Linked DNA regions of Rattus norvegicus: region 1 is linked to region 2. Evidence: chromatin contacts called from public Hi-C data. All regions are on one chromosome and are shown on one strand. Each heading gives the region's core, a stretch centred on a gene start, on an enhancer-like site or on the middle of the called end of the contact. The rest is flanking DNA. Distances are from core to core; before and after follow the strand shown.

Region 1 (3,567 bases), core at 708-3,207, 220 kb after region 2:
CCACATCCATTCTGGTGCTGGGTGTGCTGGACACCTGCTGGATCCATAGCTGTGTGTCTTCTACCCACTCCCTGTGACACAGATACAAGCCACCAGACCTGAGCAGAGGGCCCTTGGAACTCTGCCTGGGCAGGAGCAGGGAGTGGGGGTGGGCAGCATAGCCATCCTGTCACTTCTGCCTCCCTCTCTTTCCTGAGCCACGTCCACTATGCAGCCTCCACAGGACACATACCTTACTGTTGGGCAGATGGGCACTCTCTATTCTCCACGAGACTACAACCCTCTGCTCCAGGTCATACCTGCCTAGCATGTTGAGGACAGATGTGTGGTCATGCTGCTTGATTTGAATGGAGAATGTGGTGGAAACCCCCCTACACTGGCTTATGGTGAAGACACAGAACACCATAAACCTCGTGCAAGCCACTAGGAAGCATTTGTGTATGTTGGGAGTATGGAGGTTCTTAAAGTGCTGCACTTGCAATGGCTGCCCATGATGAATTCTGTGCTGGAGGAACAGCCGAGTTCTGCAATGACGGGCTTGCAGGCAGAATGGCAAGAGAGGGAGAAGCTTCTATGTTGGTGGGAGAGAATCCACTCATACGTGACACCTCTCTCTCTCGGCCTCCATCTCTGGAGAAGTTCACAGGTTCTCTGGTTCTTTTAATCCAAGAGAAAGCTTTTTTGTTGTGGACATAAATAAGCCCATTAGGCGGAGGTTTCTGAGAGTTCTAGCGAGGCTGTGTAGCCCAGGTTAGCTTCAAACTCTTCCTGCCTCTGCCTCCTGGGTTCTGGTATTAAAGGTGAGCTCACTGGGCCTAGCCTTATTGAACATTTACGGGCTTTTGAGACACACTTTGTTATGTAGCACTGGCCAGTCTAGTACTCCTTCTGTAGTCCAGGCTGGCCTTGACTTTGAGGCAATCCTCCTGTGTCTTGCAGAGTGCTGGGATTAAACTCTCTATGAGGAATCTTGATGGAGATACCAAAGAAACAGAGTATCGGGAAGGGGGTTTAGGAGGAACAGGTCTGAGCTAAGAAGACCCAACTGTGAAAGCAGACATCTAAAGTCACGAGAGTGCTCAGAACGTGGAGGGCATGGTTTTAGAGGGTGCCTGCCTGGCTATGAGCATCCAGCCATATGAGACTCCATGAACTCCAGAAAGCTTAGGGGAAATCCAAGGTAAAACACAGGGAGACACCTATGTTCTGGGGCCAAGAGCTTAAACCTTCTCCCAGTCATCCCTCTCTCTCTACCTTGGAGGCAGGATGGCATTCAAGATTTCTTCTGCTTGTTTGGTAGGATCTGGGACACAGGAAGTTGAGGGCAGCTTGGCCTTGGGTGGTTGTGGGCCTGCACCAGAGGGTCCAGGCTGCTGAACTGTGACTTTCAGTGGCCGAGCCTAAGAAGAAACAGGTGAGTCAGTCCAGTCCCTCCAGATTTGCCTCAGTCTCTTGTCGAGCTTTCCCCATTTCCGGCCTATTTCCCTCATCTGTGGTCTCTAAATAAACAGGAGCGCAGAAGACCACGAGGGATATGTCTGGCTCTGTCCCTGTATTTGAACTGGTGTTTCTAGAATGGTGGTAAGGCCTCTGCTCTGACTGTGTAGACATAGGTAAGTCACAACCAGACCTGTTCTTGGACCTCACTACCACAAGCCTCATCTTTTCCATGTGACTTCTTTCTCATCTTAAATTTGTCCTCTAGGGTCACAGTTAGGCTTCTTGTAGTCTTCTCCCAACCTCCATCCTTGTCCAAGTTCCCTTGGCTGTCAGCCCTAGCAATCTGTCTCCTGAAATTCCAGAGATCCTCAAACCTGGGATGTCTTTCCCCACGGGATTTTGTAGGATCTCGCATTTCCTGAGACATGTTCATACCTTGGGGCTCCGTTTTTCTGTATTCCGGCTCACCAACACCGGGGTGTCATATTTGAGCAGAGAGTCTGCGGGGGGTATCATGGTGGCTGTAGGGGTTGCAACTCCGTAGCGGTCCCTCCGGGTGGAGCCTTGTTTGCGATCACCATGGAAACCCCTCCGCTCCTTGCCCCATGGACGGGGCGGGGCTTCGGAGGAAGGCGGTGCCCGGCCGCGTGCAAGTTTTGTCCTACTGTGCTTTCTCCACCAGCACTAAACTTCTTGGTAAACAAGATTGGAGCCCTAGCGTTAGGTCTAATTCGGGATGTGATGAAATGGACAGACCACCTTTGCTTGAAACGAAAGTCATTTATAGTATTTGGCGACGATTGGCACTTGGAAGCCAGAGGCTGGCGGATCTCTGTGAGTTCCAGGACAGCCAAGGCTATATAGAGACACTATCTCAAGAAACAAAAAAGAATTTCACAGTGTTGAGTACGTGTCTGTGTTTCATAACTACTAAGAACGCGCAACGAACAGAGCTGGATTAGCTTTCCCACATAAGATTTTTTCTTTTTTGTTTTAAAGCTGGGTGATGGTACCATACACCTTTAATGACAGCATTCGGGAGCCAGAGGCAGGCAGATCTCTGTTAATTCAAGGTCAGCCTGGTTACAGAGTGAGTTCTAGGACAGACAGGATTAAACAGAAACCCTGTCTCGAGAAAAAAAAATTGTCACTTTTTGAAGTCCTGGGGGTTAATCCAGGGCTTCGTACACGCGAGGTAAACGCTCACTCTGTCTCAGCCTTCACTCCCCTTCTAACTGATTTGTATTTGGCAGTGCTGAGGATGAATCCAGGGCTTTGCGCTACACGAGCTGCAACTTTTCCAAAATTTGAGACAGAGTCTCACTAAATTGCCTAGGCTGGCCTCGAATTTACTGCGATCGGAGGCTGGTCGTAACTTTTCAGTATTCCAGCCACACCTCTCCAGCAGCCAGGACCCCAGTGCCACTAGCCCGGGGATTCCCAGGGTGTGAACTCAAGCACTGGGCCCCGCCCACCAGGGGGGCCCGACACCGTGAGGGCTTCTGGGATAGCGTGCTGCCCGGAAGCGGAAGTGCAAAGCGGTCCGTCACTTCCTTTGGCTCAAGTGGCTCAACGGACTGTGCAAGTGACTCTCGGCCGGGCCGCAGGATGAAAGCGGGGAAGAGCGAGCGGGAGCGAAGCAGCCGGCGGCGACACCGGTCAGGCGACGCTTTGGCGACCGTAGTAGTGAAGCAGGAACGTCTAAGCCCCGAACCCGTCGCACACCGCCGACCTGACGCTCCAGCCGCTAGCCCGCCCCCGCCCGCCGCCGAGTCGGGCTCGGCTGGTCACCGCGGGAGCCGAGCCCGGGGAGCGAGCCGGTAAGCAGGCCGCGGACGGGATGGCGCGGGGACCGGGTGGTGCGAGCGACTCGGGAGTGCAAAGCACCTTTTGAGTTGAAATGAGATTCCCCCGCCTGCCCACGAGCGGACGGTGGGAATGTCTTTTCCACTCTACCTACAAAGAGTATTTCACGGTGGGTCTTGGCGACTTCTTCTCGGCACTCATTCGCCGATGCCTCCATAAAGCATCGATTTACTGAGTGCGTAGTGTGGCTTAACGATCAATTAAGGTACTGGGTCACAAGGCAAAGAAGAGAGATGCTTTTACAACTTGGCGAAATTGGGC
Region 2 (3,489 bases), core at 163-2,662:
CAATATTAAATACTAATGAAATCTTAATTAAATGCTTATTTAAATCTGGTAGTACCTGTGGCATTACTTCCCATCCCTGTCCCTGGTTGAGATTCTCTTCCCACTACCAGCCATCAAGTCTTGGAGGGACAGAAAGGAAAGGTCAGTCACTAAGGGTCTGCATGTTTCCTTTTAATCAAGACTCTGCTGAAGTGTTTTGTGGGGCTGGGCGCCCCCCAAGCATGAAATGAACATATAATACCACCTGGAACCCCCAAAGCAGACCACACCACTCCGGCCAGCACTGCTGGCCTTCTCGAATCCGAATATTCAACACTGGATGTTCATTGGCTACATTTCAAAGCACAGTACTGCCTTCAGCCAGGACGACGTGGGAATGAACCCAGCTGTTAGTAGAGTTGCCATCCCAGGCTGAGGGCCAAGTACCAGCAACTGCCAGTGAAGACTGGCCCCTTTTGGTGAAGGGAGTTGGTCAGAGTCCAGCCATCGGCCCTGGAAAGGGACAGAAGTCAGGGTGCCCGTATAGGGAATGATCAAGACTCTGCAGCTCCATCGCCAGCATCCTTTGGAAGGCCACCTCTGGTGGATACAGATGGCTGGGGCGACGCTCCGGACTTGGCTGAACCGTTCTAGGTGGAACAGAAAGGGGGGAAAATGAGCCCGGAGGAAAGGCCTTAAGTTAGGCCCCGCAAGAATATGGCCACTTGGCATTTCGACAGTACCATACTTTTTCAAAACCTCACTCAGATCAAAGGAAATTAAGTGTAAAGCCGTGGGGATGCTCTTCCACCTGCCTCCTTTGGGGCGGGGGCGCGAGCGTGGCCAGTGCAGTCAGTGGGAAGACCCCACCTCCCCAGGCCCAGCCCAGAGTGGGCACTGACCCCGCCACCAGCCGGTTCCGGGCGCCGCCGGCCCAGCTGCCGCAGCATCTCCTCGCAGGCGGCGATGGTGTCCAGGAGCTGCCGCTGCCGCTGTTCCACGGCGTCCAGCAGCTGCTGGGCGCGTTCATCTCGGGGCGGCTGCGGGGGTGGCCTCCCGCCGAGCCCCAGCCCCGCCTTCCCACGGTCCACGCCGGCAGCCTCCCTGCCCGGGAGAGAGACCGCGTCAGGGCCGGCGCTGGGAGGCGCGAGGTCGCGGCCCCAACCCACCGCCCCGCGGGCCCGCTCTCACCCCCGTGACCAGCCTGCGCCGGGGCCCCACTCCATCGCCGCCCGTGCCACCCGCCCACCACCCCTTTGCAGTCCGCCCCGGCCCCCGCGCCGCGCGATGATTCCGCTAAGCCGAGCCCCGCCCCGTCCCCACCGTTCTTCTAGTCGCATGGGGGTCGCGGTCCCTTTAAGCTGCCCGGCGCGGAGGCGGGGCCGAGGCTCGCCGGCCGGAAGTTGAGTTCGTGCGTCACTTCCTCCCGGAAGCGAGTCTGGACGGATGTCTACTGCGCGTCCGTGTGCGGGGCTGAGGGCCGCTGTGGCGGCCGGCATGGGGCTGAGCGATGGGCCAGCGGGCTCTAGCCGCGGCTGCCGCCTTCTACGCCCTCCCGCGCCCGCTCCGGCGCTTCCAGGGGCCCGGCTGCTGCGGCTTCCGGAGAGCGAGGCCGTGGAGGCCGCAAGCCCCGAGCGCTCCGGTTGGACCGAGGCGCTGCGGGCCGCCGTGGCCGAGCTGCGCGCTGGCGCCGTGGTGGCGGTCCCAACTGACACGCTGTACGGTCTGGCCTGTTCGGCGAGCTGCTCGGCGGCTCTGAGCTGTGTGTATCGCCTCAAGGGCCGCAGTGAGGCCAAGCCGCTGGCCGTGTGCCTGGGCCGCGTGGCCGACGTCTACAGGTAAGGCTGCCCCGACCCGGCCCCGTTGGGGGCGGCACCGCGGGAGGGGTTTCCGGTGACAGCCTTGGGAGACTGAGGCGCCGAGCGCGGGAGGGGCTTGTCCTGGCTCACCGAGGAATCCGGAACTGGAAATTTGTTGGGAACGCTTAACGCTTGCCAGGATCCTCTGTAGACAGTGGGTCGAAACGCTGAGTTAGGCGAGCGTGGCACTCCTCACTTGGTGCTCTTGTGATGTGCAGAGGGGAGGCTGGTTTCGGGGTAATGTCTTCCAGAAGATAAGACAATTTGGAGTTGTATTCACGTGTCACGGCGCTGTGGTTTTGTCCCCAAAACAAGGGTGAAGACTAAAAGCCCGGGATACTCTGTGGAGTCTGTCTTAATGTCAGAGCCCCGAGGAAAAGGAAGTAGAGAGTTAGGTAGATATCGTTCGTTATACACGCAGAGGACCTCTCTGGCATCCGCCCTAAGTCCAGGAAAGGTTCATCAGGGTGATTTGGCGTGGATTTGTGCTCCTTTGCCTGCAGGTACTGTCAGGTGAGAGTACCTAGGGAGCTCCTGGAAGACCTGTTCCCAGGACCTGTGACCCTGGTGATGGAACGCTCAGAGGAGCTCAACAAAGACCTCAACCCCTTTACTCCTGTGAGTCAGATTTTAGCTTTTTCTGCATCTAAATCAGACTCCTTCAAGCCCTTAATGCCTTTCTCATATTCTCTCTTCCTTTTGCTTCACAGCTCGTTGGCATCCGAATTCCTGACCATGCCTTTATGCTGGACTTGGCCCAAATGTTTGGGGGACCACTTGCACTCACGAGTGCCAACCTCAGCTCCCAGGCCAGTTCTCTGAGTGTTGAGGTGAGAATCGACTGCTGTTTCCTCAAAACCAACATGGCTGACACTGTAATGGGATTGCCTGGCAGAAATTGGGGCCTATGGTGCGTAGGTGAAAAGGTTACCCATTTGGTGTTGGTTAGGGGAGGGTATCCAAAGGAAAGAATCTTGAAAGGGGGCAGGTGGTGCACTTGTAATGCCAGAACAAAGAGGCCAAGGTAAGAAAATCTCAAGGTCAGCCTGAGTTATTTAGGGAGACTTATTTTTTTTTTTTTTTTTTTTCTTTTCTTTCCGGAGCTGGGGACCAAACCCAGGGCCTTGTGCTTGCTAAGCAAGTGCTCTACCGCTGAGCTAAATCCCCAACCCCAGGAGACTTATTTTTTAATGAGTTGTTTTTATTTTATGTACATTGGTGTTTTGCTTGCATGTATGTCTGGGTGGTGGCGTCAGATCTCTGGAATATGGAGGTGCTGACAGTTACGAGCTGCTGTGTAGGTAATGGGAATTGAACCTTGGTCCTCTACAAAAGCAGTCAGTGCTCTTAACTGCTGAACCATCTCTCCTACCCCTAGAAGCTTTATTTATCTCTTAGAAAGTGTTGGAATTGTTTTCTCTTGATGGGCCACGGGGGAGCAGGTGCCAAGGGAGAGCAGATGTATCTTTGAATCTATAATAATAGAAAAGATGCTGGGGTGATGGTGAACATCTTTTTTTTTTTTTTTTTTAATTATTTTTTAGGTTTATTCATTTATTATATATAAGTACACTGTAGCTGTCTTCAGATACACCAGAAGAGGGCACCAGATCTCTTTACAGATGGTTGTGAGCCACCATGTGGTTGCCGG

The links. Hi-C and Micro-C count contacts between places; a contact is called where the count stands out from the background.
Region 1: a Hi-C map of the A7r5 cell line shows a contact between it and region 2, with 7 times the contacts expected there. The contact joins the promoter of Dnali1 here to the promoter of Yrdc in region 2. A contact is called at or near these places in 7 of 12 Hi-C or Micro-C datasets (the A7r5 cell line, Schwann cells, frontal cortex and 3 more) and 1 of 1 datasets of contacts at active chromatin or transcription factors (oligodendrocytes).

What each region holds. Positions count from the first base shown.
Region 1 is chr5:142,610,013-142,613,579 of GRCr8, forward strand. It overlaps Dnali1 (dynein, axonemal, light intermediate chain 1), which reads right to left and starts at 1,958. Exons shown (of 6, transcript NM_001031647.1): 1 at 1,876-1,958; 2 at 1,255-1,400; 3 at 1-71. The coding sequence starts at 1,956. It overlaps Snip1 (Smad nuclear interacting protein 1), which reads left to right and starts at 3,016. Exons shown (of 4, transcript NM_001014069.1): 1 at 3,016-3,260. The coding sequence starts at 3,049.
Region 2 is chr5:142,393,541-142,397,029 of GRCr8, forward strand. Yrdc (yrdC N(6)-threonylcarbamoyltransferase domain containing) reads left to right here and starts at 1,413. Exons shown (of 5, transcript NM_175604.2): 1 at 1,413-1,817; 2 at 2,342-2,456; 3 at 2,549-2,668. The coding sequence starts at 1,426. It overlaps C5h1orf122 (similar to human chromosome 1 open reading frame 122), which reads right to left and starts at 1,264. Exons shown (of 3, transcript NM_001108678.1): 1 at 1,171-1,264; 2 at 882-1,083; 3 at 227-629. The coding sequence starts at 1,205. The coding sequence ends at 534.